Linked DNA regions of Lactuca sativa: region 1 is linked to region 2. A link is a contact called in public Hi-C data. All regions are on one chromosome and are shown on one strand. The core of a region is the stretch at or near the end of the contact, and the rest is flanking DNA. Distances in the headings are between cores, read along the strand shown. Region 1 holds the start of LOC111886524 (probable E3 ubiquitin-protein ligase RHB1A). Region 2 holds the start of LOC111886478 (ubiquitin-conjugating enzyme E2-23 kDa).

The links. Hi-C and Micro-C count contacts between places; a contact is called where the count stands out from the background.
Region 1: a Hi-C map of leaf shows a contact between it and region 2, with 4 times the contacts expected there. The contact joins the promoter of LOC111886524 here to the promoter of LOC111886478 in region 2. A contact is called at or near these places in 3 of 4 Hi-C or Micro-C datasets (leaf and seed).

The regions. Positions count from the first base shown.
Region 1 is chr3:11,427,685-11,433,434 of Lsat_Salinas_v11, reverse strand. It overlaps LOC111886524 (probable E3 ubiquitin-protein ligase RHB1A), which reads left to right and starts at 2,496. Exons shown (of 5, transcript XM_023882779.2): 1 at 2,496-2,650; 2 at 3,327-3,441; 3 at 3,515-3,896; 4 at 3,971-4,080; 5 at 4,403-4,592. The coding sequence starts at 3,376. The coding sequence ends at 4,435.
Region 2 is chr3:11,294,781-11,300,878 of Lsat_Salinas_v11, reverse strand. LOC111886478 (ubiquitin-conjugating enzyme E2-23 kDa) reads left to right here and starts at 1,334. Exons shown (of 6, transcript XM_023882724.2): 1 at 1,334-1,604; 2 at 1,719-1,798; 3 at 2,550-2,664; 4 at 2,741-2,793; 5 at 2,885-3,013; 6 at 3,257-3,566. The coding sequence starts at 1,561. The coding sequence ends at 3,387. It overlaps LOC111886492, which reads left to right. Exons shown (of 2, transcript XM_023882746.2): 1 at 1-115; 2 at 206-517. The coding sequence ends at 517.

The DNA.
Region 1 (5,750 bases), core at 1,247-3,746, 130 kb before region 2:
CAAATGCAAATATGATATAAAATAACGTAATATGATGGAGTTAGGTACCTAAGCTTATGTAGTATTGTAAGATATATTCATTTTCCTCATATATATATATATATATATATATATATATATATATATATATATATATATATATATATATATATATATATATATATATATAGGAGAGAGAGAGAGAGAGAGAGAGAGAGAAAATTGCAAGAATGGTTCATGAGGTATGCCAAAAATTGTCATTTCGGGCCAAACAAGTTTAGAGTAACAAAAATGGTCTAGAAGTTTCCATTTTATTGCGAGTTTGGTTAATTTTGGTTTATTTTTTACATATAATGGCGATTTTGCCCTTTATATATATATATATATATATATATTTTTTTTTTTTCATTTTTTTACAGAAATAAAAAAAAGAAAATGAAAATGAAAATACTCTCTCTCTCTCTCTCTCTCTCTTATGTTATCCATCATAGACACATCTTCTTCTTTCTCAAGAACACTCAAGAACATCTTTCACCACCACCACACTGTTCTACCGCCGTCTGCCACCACCACAGTCGCCACCTAATAAATAATGTTTTACACAAATGGTTGGTAATGTATTTTGGATTATCATATGCACCTAGCATTTTAATACAACTGATGACCCAGGTGTCATGCCCATTTATTGAGAAAATTGTAGTCATTTACTTTTGACAACATTCTGATCTTAAACCAAAGAGAGAAGGAACACCAAGAACATTTGTGAGACATATATAGTACATTACAATAAAATGAATAGTATGTTTTTCTAAAAAATGTAGTATTTTACATGTCTTCATCAGTACCTACAAGAACTTGGGAAGACGTATCCATAAACTTTATTTTTAATCTTCCAAGGAATCAATGAGGAGTAGCTCGATTCTCAAAGATGTCACTCTTTGTATTGTTCAAGAAATCTTCTGATCGTGTTAATGGTACTAAAATTTTCTTTCAGGAAATTTCCCTGCCAACATAGCATCCCTAAATAAATCACCTCTTACTGGTATACAAGTATAATAAGTTTCTATCTCATGTCTACATAGTGTCCTTAAATCAATCATGTCTGACCGGTATACAAATATGATAAGTTTCTATCTCATGTTTGGCTAACTCTATGTCGATGTTTTGAAATATAATCAAACTTCAACAACACTACCATTCACAATCAGTTGGGGAAATTGAAGTTGTTAATTGTACCCATGGAAACATGATCTGATGTTTGTGTGAGCATAAGCAAAATATAGGTTATGTAACCTTAACACACATTGAATTTGCGTAATTAGTATTATATACAACTCTATTAGAATCTCACTGTTTGCTCACGACGTATAGTGGAAACCCCACAAAGATGTGGAGGAGAAGATTTCCCAAACGGATGCTAACAACAACACAATGCCAATCGTCGCAAAAAAGAAAAAAAAAAATCCCAATTTAGACCATCAAATTTGATTTCCCCATATTTCTTTATTTTGTTTTATTTCATTTCTATGAAGGAATATTTGAATATCATAGTATATGATCTTTAAATGTTTATTTATGTGATTAATTTGGAGAACTTAATTTTGACTTGAATTTTCAAAAATTTGATACATTTATCAAATGGATTTGCGCTTCCCGAAGGGAAGGAGAATGGTCCCAAAATATCAGTTTATTAGTTACTTGATACTTTGATAGTCAGACACCAATTAGCGAATTGTTGTTCGAAACGTCAAAGTATATATTCTTGTTTACATACTCTTGTGAAACTACTATAATCGAATTATGCAACTAAATGACACCACATGATTAATATCCAATAATCTGACTAATTTTTGTTGTAATACGTTGTAGATATGTTTCCCTAATGATTTACAAAACATATAAAAAAATCGTGAAATAACGTAATTCCCATATTATCACGTGTTTTGTAGCTACACTTTGATTTGTAATATTTTGGGTCAATGGTGATAGTATTTTCTTTTAAACTACAAAATTGGTTGTAGTTGAAATTTTAACATAATTACTATTTCACGAAAGTAGAATAAATACACAGAATTGTAACGACTTTTTGCAAAATCACATGATGCATATACATGTGACGTTCACAAAATAAAAGATCGATCTATAATAGTAGCATCTTACAAGACTACATTCACAATATAAATGCTCAATGTATATATATATATATATATATATATATATATATATATATATATATATATATATATATATATATATATATATATATATATATATATATATATATATATAAAATTATTTTTTTAATTAATATTAATATTCCTTTACATTTTTTGTTATATGATTAGCCCTACACACCAATCAATTAACCCAAGTTAGAAGTGGTCCTAGAGAAGCGCGTGGATATTGAGGCGAGGTTGTTAAAAGTCAGTAACCCAACCTGGCTTTTGATTTTTCTTTATGAAAAGAATTCCACACGCGTCACAACCACATTTGACGAGTATCCAGGTATCTATTCTCTTTTAAACTATCCCATTAAAATATTCATTTTCCCACTTATTTTCTATTGTTTTTCAAATTCCTTCATTACACGGAATCCCACACCATTTCCATTTCGTCTCTCCCGCTGAGCCGAAACCACACGACTCCACCCGATTCAATCCCTCAAGTTTAGGTACGCACTGTCATAAAAGCGTCTTACTGTGTCTGTGTATGTTTTTGGTGTTCATTAATCTGGGAAAACTTAATTACCTAATGTTTTCATAGTGTAATTCTGTCAGAATCGGGTTTGATTTTGAGCTACTGGTTGCTTTGTTTGATTGCAGGGTGAAGTTATTTTAGGGTCTGGTTTTGGTTATTGGTTATGTCCACATGGACAACAATTCAGAAAGGTTTTTATGTGTTTACGATTTTGCATTGAGTCGGTGTGTATTTTAGTTCATCTGTATCGATTATATATTGATCGTGATCTACGAAGATGAGTAAAAGTAGCAGGTGTATATCGAATTAAGCGTGAATGATTAATTAATTTGAATTTTTCCTACTGTTAGAGTGATCAGATGCTGTAGGATGATCAGGAAATTGGATTTACGAAAGCTGTTAGATTAATCATGATCTGTATGATCTCTCTGTGTGTTTACCTTCATGGTTTTTACTTTCCTTAGTTTGCTAAGGGATAACTAGTGATTTCTTATTGAACTTCAAACGCTCTTAGTTGTTACTTTGCAACTCTGTTACATAATCGACATATAATAAATACTTATTTCCATGGATATAAGGATCTGTTTATTTGATCATTGTTATGCAACCCTTCATGAAATTCTACTGATACACAGTTTCCTTTGCTACAGAACAGAAAGCCATGAGAAGTACTTGGATCATACACACAAGTGAATAAATATGGGAGGCTGCTGTTGTTGTTCTTCAAACCGTGTAGAATGGAACAATTCACCCCGATTATATCATGTTAGTGAAGTCTTTTCTCTTGTACCTTGATCCCTCTGTTTTTCTATTTCCAATTTTTCCATTTCTTGTACAGTATCCAGTAGTATCAGAGGATCGGCAGCCATTATCAGCACACAGTGGTGTAGCTTCTGTTGTTCCTACAGGGCTTTTAGTTGATACAAATCTTGATACTTCCATACCAGACACTTACAGACACCCACCAGCACCTTTACCATATGAAGCAATTGTTGGGGATCCTCAAACTCAAACTCCTCCTGTGCAAACAAATTGTTCTGACCCTATTGAAGATATAAAAATCAGTAATCATGGTGAAAATCTGGCTAAGGAAACCATGGAATCTGATTGCAAAGACCAAATTGATATCAAACTTGTTGCTACTGAAGAAGACGATGGCGAAGTCAAGAAGTCAAATGCACCTTTTGTAGCCCCTGAGGAGTGTCCTACATGTCTTGAAGGTAAATGCTTATATTAATCAAATCTATTGCTTCGAGATTATGGAAGCGTTTTAATTTCTTTTTCTTCTATGCAGAATATGACGAAGAAAATCCAAAAATAGTCACGAAATGCGAGCATCATTTTCACTTGTCGTGCATTCTTGAATGGATGGAAAGAAGTAATACGTGCCCTGTGTGCGATCAGGTTACTCCAAATTTCAATTTCAACAATTTTCATATGGTATTCAAGAACGTTTTAATTCGGAGAAATAGTTTTAAGAAAAATTGTTGTTGATATATGATAAATATCGAAAATACCCTTTGGCAAATACAAGAAATTCCAGGGTCCAAATCAATACCATTTATTTATCATGAAAACTTTGGGCAAAAAAAAAGTTTTTGTTTGTATTGTTCCTTTTTGTGATAAAAACCTTTCAAAGTGAACATGTGAAGCCTACAAACAAAGTACAATTATTATTATTTATATTGTTTTTATTCTGATTAACTTTGTGTCATCTATCGTCCAGATAATGGAACTCAACTTTCCGATCAATGACTAGCGGTGGAGTATTCATTTGTAGTATTAGTTTCAAACATAGTTAGGTCTCATATTTTTAATTCTTTTTTATTTTTTTTTTATTTTTGTTATTTGGATGCATAGTATCTTTTGTTAATTCCACTGGAAATAAAAATAGAATATACGAACTTGAAAGGCAATACCCACATGGATATTTTCCGTAACAAATGACATATAAGGACCATATATATGATTAGAAAAAAAAAAAAAAAAAAGTTGATCCACCAGTGCAACAATTACAGGGACCATTTCTGTAATTTACTCTTTAATCTATAATTATTCATACTACTAATGCTTAAGATTGAAAAAGTCATTAATTATGAATTTATTTTGACGCTATCTTAGTAAATGCTAGGCTATGATGTGGTGCAGTTTAGAGTTAAAAATGCAAACTGCCTAGCATAATTGGTTTGACAAAATTACAAAACCGAGTGCACAAAAAATGTAAACCGCGTAATGTATTGTTATATTTATAGAGTCTATTGATGATAGGTGCATTGAAAGCGCATTAGACTTCAATGAAATGAATCTTGTCATCTTGATATTGCTAAAAATGAAATGGGGTGTTCAAGAATCAATAATATTGATAAAAAAAAAAAAGCTGAAGAATTTGGTAAATTGAATAAAGTGGACGTTTCAAGGATCAAAAGTGATGAAGACAAAAGAGTTGTGTTGTGTCCTATGAATCTATTTCATATCCATCCCGACAATGATGCAAAGAACAATGACAATAATACCATGATCTTTGTCAAGATTGTGGTATTATTGAATTCAAAATTTAACAATAAATTTTGGTATTATTAAGTTTATCATTCTTGAATATGAATCTATTTCATAACCATCTGACAATAATACCATGAATTCAAAATTTGACAATAATTTGAATTCAAAATTTATCATTCTCGAACATGCTGCCAAAAATCCTCATGATGTTGCGTTTGGAAGCATACCAAATAGTTCTAAATGGAAGAAATATAGGAGCAATGAAGTTTGGCTGTTAATTACTTCGATAGGTTCTTGATTAAACCTCCTCTTCATTCCCAGAAAAATAGCCATTTGTTATGCAGAAATTCTCTAAGGGTTGGTTTGATAACATCTGTGGGTTTGTGACGTTGCTGAGAGCAAGGAAAACCCATTTCGCCATTATTATATTTCACTTCCATTAAACCTCTTCTTAACTCTAATAATTTATAGAGAAACCTGAGGTCTAAACTCTAAACACATTGGAGACGGATGCCAAGAGCCCAAGAGGAAGAAGGAATCTTGTCTTAAGAAACTCGAGAAAATGATAGACGAAG
Region 2 (6,098 bases), core at 85-2,584:
GAAACCTTCGTTGCATGATTTTCAAGAATTGTATGCAACGCATGAAGAGCGCCATGGGTTTCTCGGAATGATCGAAAGCATTGATTGCACACACTGGAAATGGAAAAATTGTCCGGTAGCATGGAAAGGGCAATACGCAAGTGGTCATCACGGATAACCTTCGTTGGTTTTAGAGGCTGTTGCTTCTCAAGATTTATGGATTTAGCATGCATTTTTTGGGGTTGCGGGTTCCAACAACGACGTCAACGTTCTTGATCAGTCGTCAATATTCGACGATCTTTTTAATGGAAAAGCCTCAGATGCTCCTTTCACAGTGAATGGAAACGAATACAAATATGGATATTACCTTACAGATGGAATCTATCCTCAGTATTCTACATTCGTGAAGGCATTCCGCCACCCGGTTGAAAAACGAGATAAAGTTTTTAAGAGAAAACAAGAAGGAGCACGTGAGGATGTGGAACGTGCTTTTGGAGTGTTGAGGGCGAAGTGGCATATAGTCGAACATCCAGCATGACCATTGGATTTAGAAACTTTACGATATATCATGTATGCATGTATCATAATGCATTACATGGTAGTAGAAGATAAATGGCGAAATATTGCACACTATATGCCAACGGAGCCTAGACACGTTCAGTTTCAATCAGGAACAGTAGATTATTTGCATCGCGTTGTTGACATTCATGACGCAAATAAACACAGACAACTTCGAGAAGACTTGACGGATTATATATTCTATGGTAACAATGACGATAATGAATAGCGTTGTATTTTTTTTTTTTTGAATTTAGATGTTATATTTTTTTTTTGAATTTGGATGTTAAGTGTAATTTAATCTCTATGTTAATTTTAATCTTTAAAAATTATTATACGTTATTTATAATTTTTAAACATTATGTTTTATTTATTATGTTATATTTAAAAAATATTTGTCTAAATTAAAAAAAAAATTAGAAAAAAAATACAAAATAAATTATAAAATGGAAAAAAAAAGTTGTCATAACAAGATACAACATGGTGACAATTTCCCCACTTGGTGTTATAATACCATTGATGATGTGGCATGTGATGTGACACCAAAATGATGTTACACCAAAATGATGTTACATCTAGTTGCCCACATCTAGTGCTCTAACGTATTATCCCCTAATAAATATTAGAAGTAATTTAGGTGTAATCATGTAATTAAAAAATCTTGTTTGTTTTTTGCAAAATATATTGAAAAAAAATTCATATAAACGTAGCGGTGACTTTATCTCTGTTTATTTTTAGATTTAAAAAAAAAAAATCCTTTTATTATTTTATCGACAAAGTGATGATCTGATCGTATGCTTCTTTGGAGATTAAAAAAGAATCTACTCAGTCCTGCTTTCACTCATTGATTGTCTGAACCGCCTTCATTTTTCTCTCTCTTTCTCAAAGAATCCTCATCTCTCTTCCCCGCACGCCATCCACCACCCAAAAACACTCAAAACACATCCTCAATCTGCAAATTACTTTCATCAAAATCACTAACGAACCAATACATCATATCTTATATTCCTATTAACTAAAAAAATGTCTTCACCGAGCAAGCGACGGGAGATGGATTTGATGAAGCTGTAATTCAACGAATTCAACCACTTAAATTTCTTTTACTTTTTTTTTTCCTCTGGGTATATTTGTTCAAGAATCTCAACTTATTGCTTTTTTTTTTGATTCATCTCGTGAATTAGGATGATGGGTGATTATAAAGTAGATATGATCAATGATGGTATGCAAGAGTTTTATGTACAGTTTCATGGACCAAAAGACAGTACGTTTCATATCCATCTGTTTCTGCTATTATTTTGCTTTTCTGATATATATGAACGAAAATCTCCTTATTTTTCAGTTGATTTGATTGTAAAACTTTATGGGTATTCATCTGAACATAAAGTAGATGAAAAAAAAATGTTATCTTTGTGGGTATATCATGTTACTTTTGGTTCTGTTATTCCATTGTGTTGACATGTTGCTCGCATAGTTGAAACCCCATAAATTTGTGTTCAGTGTTGGGTTAAATGAACCTAATTGAATCCCTTCAGGAATTTATGTGTTTTATGTTCTTTATTTATCAATTCGATTCCACTTTCCCAAGTTCGCAATGATCAGGGATTAAAATATGGGTCCAGGGTCCTTTGTCTCATTATACACTTAACATTACTGTTATGTTGATACAATATCTTTTTGTTATGCAAATTGGACTATGATTTAGACAATAGCTCGATCAAATTTTTTACAAAATGGTTATGTGACGATTTTTGATGCCTTGTTTTTCTAGCGTACTCTTTGTAACCAAGTTGGATGTACGCAAATTGTTGAACCATGTAAATATTGTGTGTTTTTGTTGAGTCATGTGAACATTGTGTTCGTGTGATCTTTTGTCCCTTGCAAATTAATCATAATGCTGATATAATCTTGAGTTCTTTCTCTTTACATGACTATCCCACTTCCCGAAATTTATGATTAATTGTCAAAACTGCAATAAAAGATTTAGTTATTATTGACCATTGATGATGTGTCAGGTCCTTATGATGGAGGTGTTTGGAGAATAAGGGTGGAGCTACCTGATGCATATCCATACAAATCTCCTTCAATTGGTTTCATCAACAAAATCTACCATCCAAATGTGGATGAAATGTGAGCTTCTTTAGCTCTAATTACAGTGGTTTGCCAAAAATTAATTATTGTCAACAACAAATGTGACTTTTTGCAGGTCGGGATCGGTTTGTTTAGATGTTATTAATCAGACATGGAGCCCGATGTTTGGTAAATCAACTTATCACCATTGTTATGTGTTCTATTTTACAATTTACAAATTTTTTTTGGTGATTAATGAATTATTGTCTCTAATCTGCAGATCTTGTGAATGTGTTTGAAGTGTTTCTTCCTCAGCTTCTTTTGTACCCGAATCCATCTGATCCCTTAAATGGAGATGCTGCAGCACTAATGATGAGAGACAGAACTGCATATGAACAAAAAGTTAAAGGTAAGTACAAAATCAATTGAGCGGAAATCTTCCCATAATTAACAAATGCTGATAGTATTGATTTTTGGTCTCTAATGATCGAGGGTATTTTGCCTTAAAGCGAAAGAGTACATTACGATGACAAAGGGTAAAACTGTAATTATAATATAGATTATAGGCATACGTATAAACTATAAAAGTAGGGTCCCTAAAAATAAAATTGGAAGTGGGTGAATTGAAGATTTGTGTTTAATTTGTTATCAGAGTACTGTGAGAGATATGCAAAGCCAGAGGATGCTGGAGCTGTGCCTGAAGAGCAATCGAGTGATGAGGAACTGAGTGAAGCTGAATACGCGTCTAGTGATGAAGAAGTAGCTGGAAAAGCCGACCCTTGAATGCATTTGTTTCATGTTCATGTTCCTATGTACATCGTAACTAGTCTTTTTAAGTTTTAAAAAAAAAAAAAAAACATTTAGCCCTCTAAAGGCAATTTGCTGGAATAATTCATGTAAAAACTTGTGTCTTTTGTAACATTTGTTGTTTATATTTGATTAATTCTAAAGTTTCTGTGTCAGATGCTATGCGGTTTGTTTTCCGGAACATTGTGACATTTAATTGCTTAAAATGAAAAATGTTTTTTTTTCGTACAAGTTATAACTTCACAAGTCACAACCTCTACTTTTAATTGCATAAAGTGGAAATGTATTTTTCGTCCAAGTTATAATCTAGTCGCTGAGAGGGAAAAAGGCTTCAACTTTGAAAAGTTATCATATTTTGCTTTATTACTCTCTTTTGTTGATTTTGATGAAGTCATCGTCGTATCAAAAACGTGATTCACATTTTAAGTCGCTTTATGTTGCTGATTTCATTGAAAGTCCTTGAACCAAAAGTGAGGTCTGCAATGCAAGTATAGTCTTGATCTATTATTGTAAAAGTTACGATAAATACCATGTTGCACCGAAAGTGGAGTAAAAAAGTTTATATCTCGAAGATTATGACAGAAAACTTAAACCTTGGGAGATGACGAAGACTCTCGAGGACGAGTCTTTTCGGATAGGGAAGTATTATGAGGCCTGGATCTTCATAGGACAAGCAAACTAACCTTTGTGTTTTTGAGTTTAATAAAGAAAAAGAGGGGAAAGAAATAGAGTAAAATAGAAAGATATATTGTATTGATGTGAGTTTGAGTTTGAAAGAAAAGAAAGGAAAACCATGATTTTGGACTCATTTAATGATGGAGGGCAAACGTATTTGAGATGCATTAAAAAATCGTGATTATGAAAGGTGAAATTGATAACGATCAAATTTTATATTTGTAGTAGATTATTTTTCTCCAAATTCCTTCATTTTAAAAATTAGACATTTCTTTTTTCAAAAAAGAAAAAGTAAACATGATTTTCCTTATTTTCAATTTTTTTCATTTTAAAAATTAGACATTTCTTTTTTTTTTTTTTCAAAAAAAAGTAAAAAGTAAACATAATTTTCTTTATTTATTTATTTTTTCACTTCTCTCCTTAAAAACCTCCCGAATACACAACGTAAATGGACCTATCCTAATATGCTCAAGACCTATTACCATTCTAATATGTATAATTTTGAAATGTTTTCGACATTAATTTAAGGGTAAATTCAAAAAAATTTGACTTTGACACTAAGTTTTTTCCCTCAATTTGGACACTTTCTTTTAACATATTGTTACAATTCGAACTTCTCAACCACGTTGCCATATGATTTAAGATGTCGATGTGTCAGTTTTAATAACGTAACATGCTTACATGGTATGATAACAAGACTATTTTGTGACATCATATTCTGAATATAAAAATTGAAAAAGAAAATTAAAATATAGTAACTTTTGTGATAGTTATCCGAGTTATCCAAAATATAGTAACTTTTGTAAAGTTTCCAAAATATGATAACAATTGTAACGTCTGGTTCTTGGTATGTATTTAATTCATAATTATTCATTTTTGTATAGATACTCTACAAGTTAGAGGCCCCAAACTCATCGAGTAGAGATGGATTGGGATGCGAGTTACGAAGTCTACTCGACGAGTTGAGAAGCCTCAACTCAACGAGTAGGCTGGCAGCATGAAACCCTAATTTTCATGGTTTTGCACCCTATTTAAACATCTTAACCCTCATAAGTTGGCCTCATTTTCAGCCTCCATTGTCCCAAACCCTGGCCTCGAAACCATAATTCACTTTTGAGAGTCTTGAGCCAACTTTTGTGCATTCTTGGTGATTTTGAAGAAGAAGGTACTTGAAGAAAGAGCAAGGACGTGTAGGAGGAGAGTAGATCCAGAAGTTGGGTTTCATTTCTGGTTCATCTGAGGTATAAAGCTCATACCTTGTCTATAACATGCTTAGATCTAGTTTTAGGATGTTTTCTTCATGTTTTGGTCCAAGTATGTTGGTTTTTGGGATTTGGACGTCCTATGTGGGCAAACCCTTCAGATCTAGGGTCTTGAGGGGACTTCATGGCATAAAGGTGCTAACTATATGGCCATGGAAGTCCCATGCAACTTTTAGACCATCTTTTTGGTCTTTTGAGCCAAGTAGGTCATGCATGCAAATAAATATAGGAACTTTATGTGACCAAATCGTCCCTAGAGTCCAGATCTATGACCACATGGTCTATCTTGAAGTTTTGATGGCTTTTGAAGTTGGATCTAAGCCATTCTACGTTAGGGTTAAAGCTTATTTCTTCCAGGATGGGTTTTAATGGGTAAAGTTGGAAACTTTACCCTCCTAGATGTGTATTCGACCCAGATCTGGAATATGAGACTTAGATTCGAAGAATAATGGCTCAATGCATTAAGAAGGCCTAACAGACTGAAGAACTTGACGAGTTCATAGAGGAACTCGGCAAGTTGAGTCGAAGTGTCCCAATTCTGTAAAGTACCGATTCTGTTGATAGGAGGAACTCGACGAATTCATGAAAGAACTCAACGATTTAGATCAGGATTTCAGGGTTTTATGATTTATGGAACTCTGCGAGTTGAAGGGCCAACTCGGCGAGTTAAGTCAACTTGGAATGTTGACTTTGACCAGAGTGTTGACTTTGACTTTGACTTTGACCAAAGTTAACCCTTAAGGGGTTATG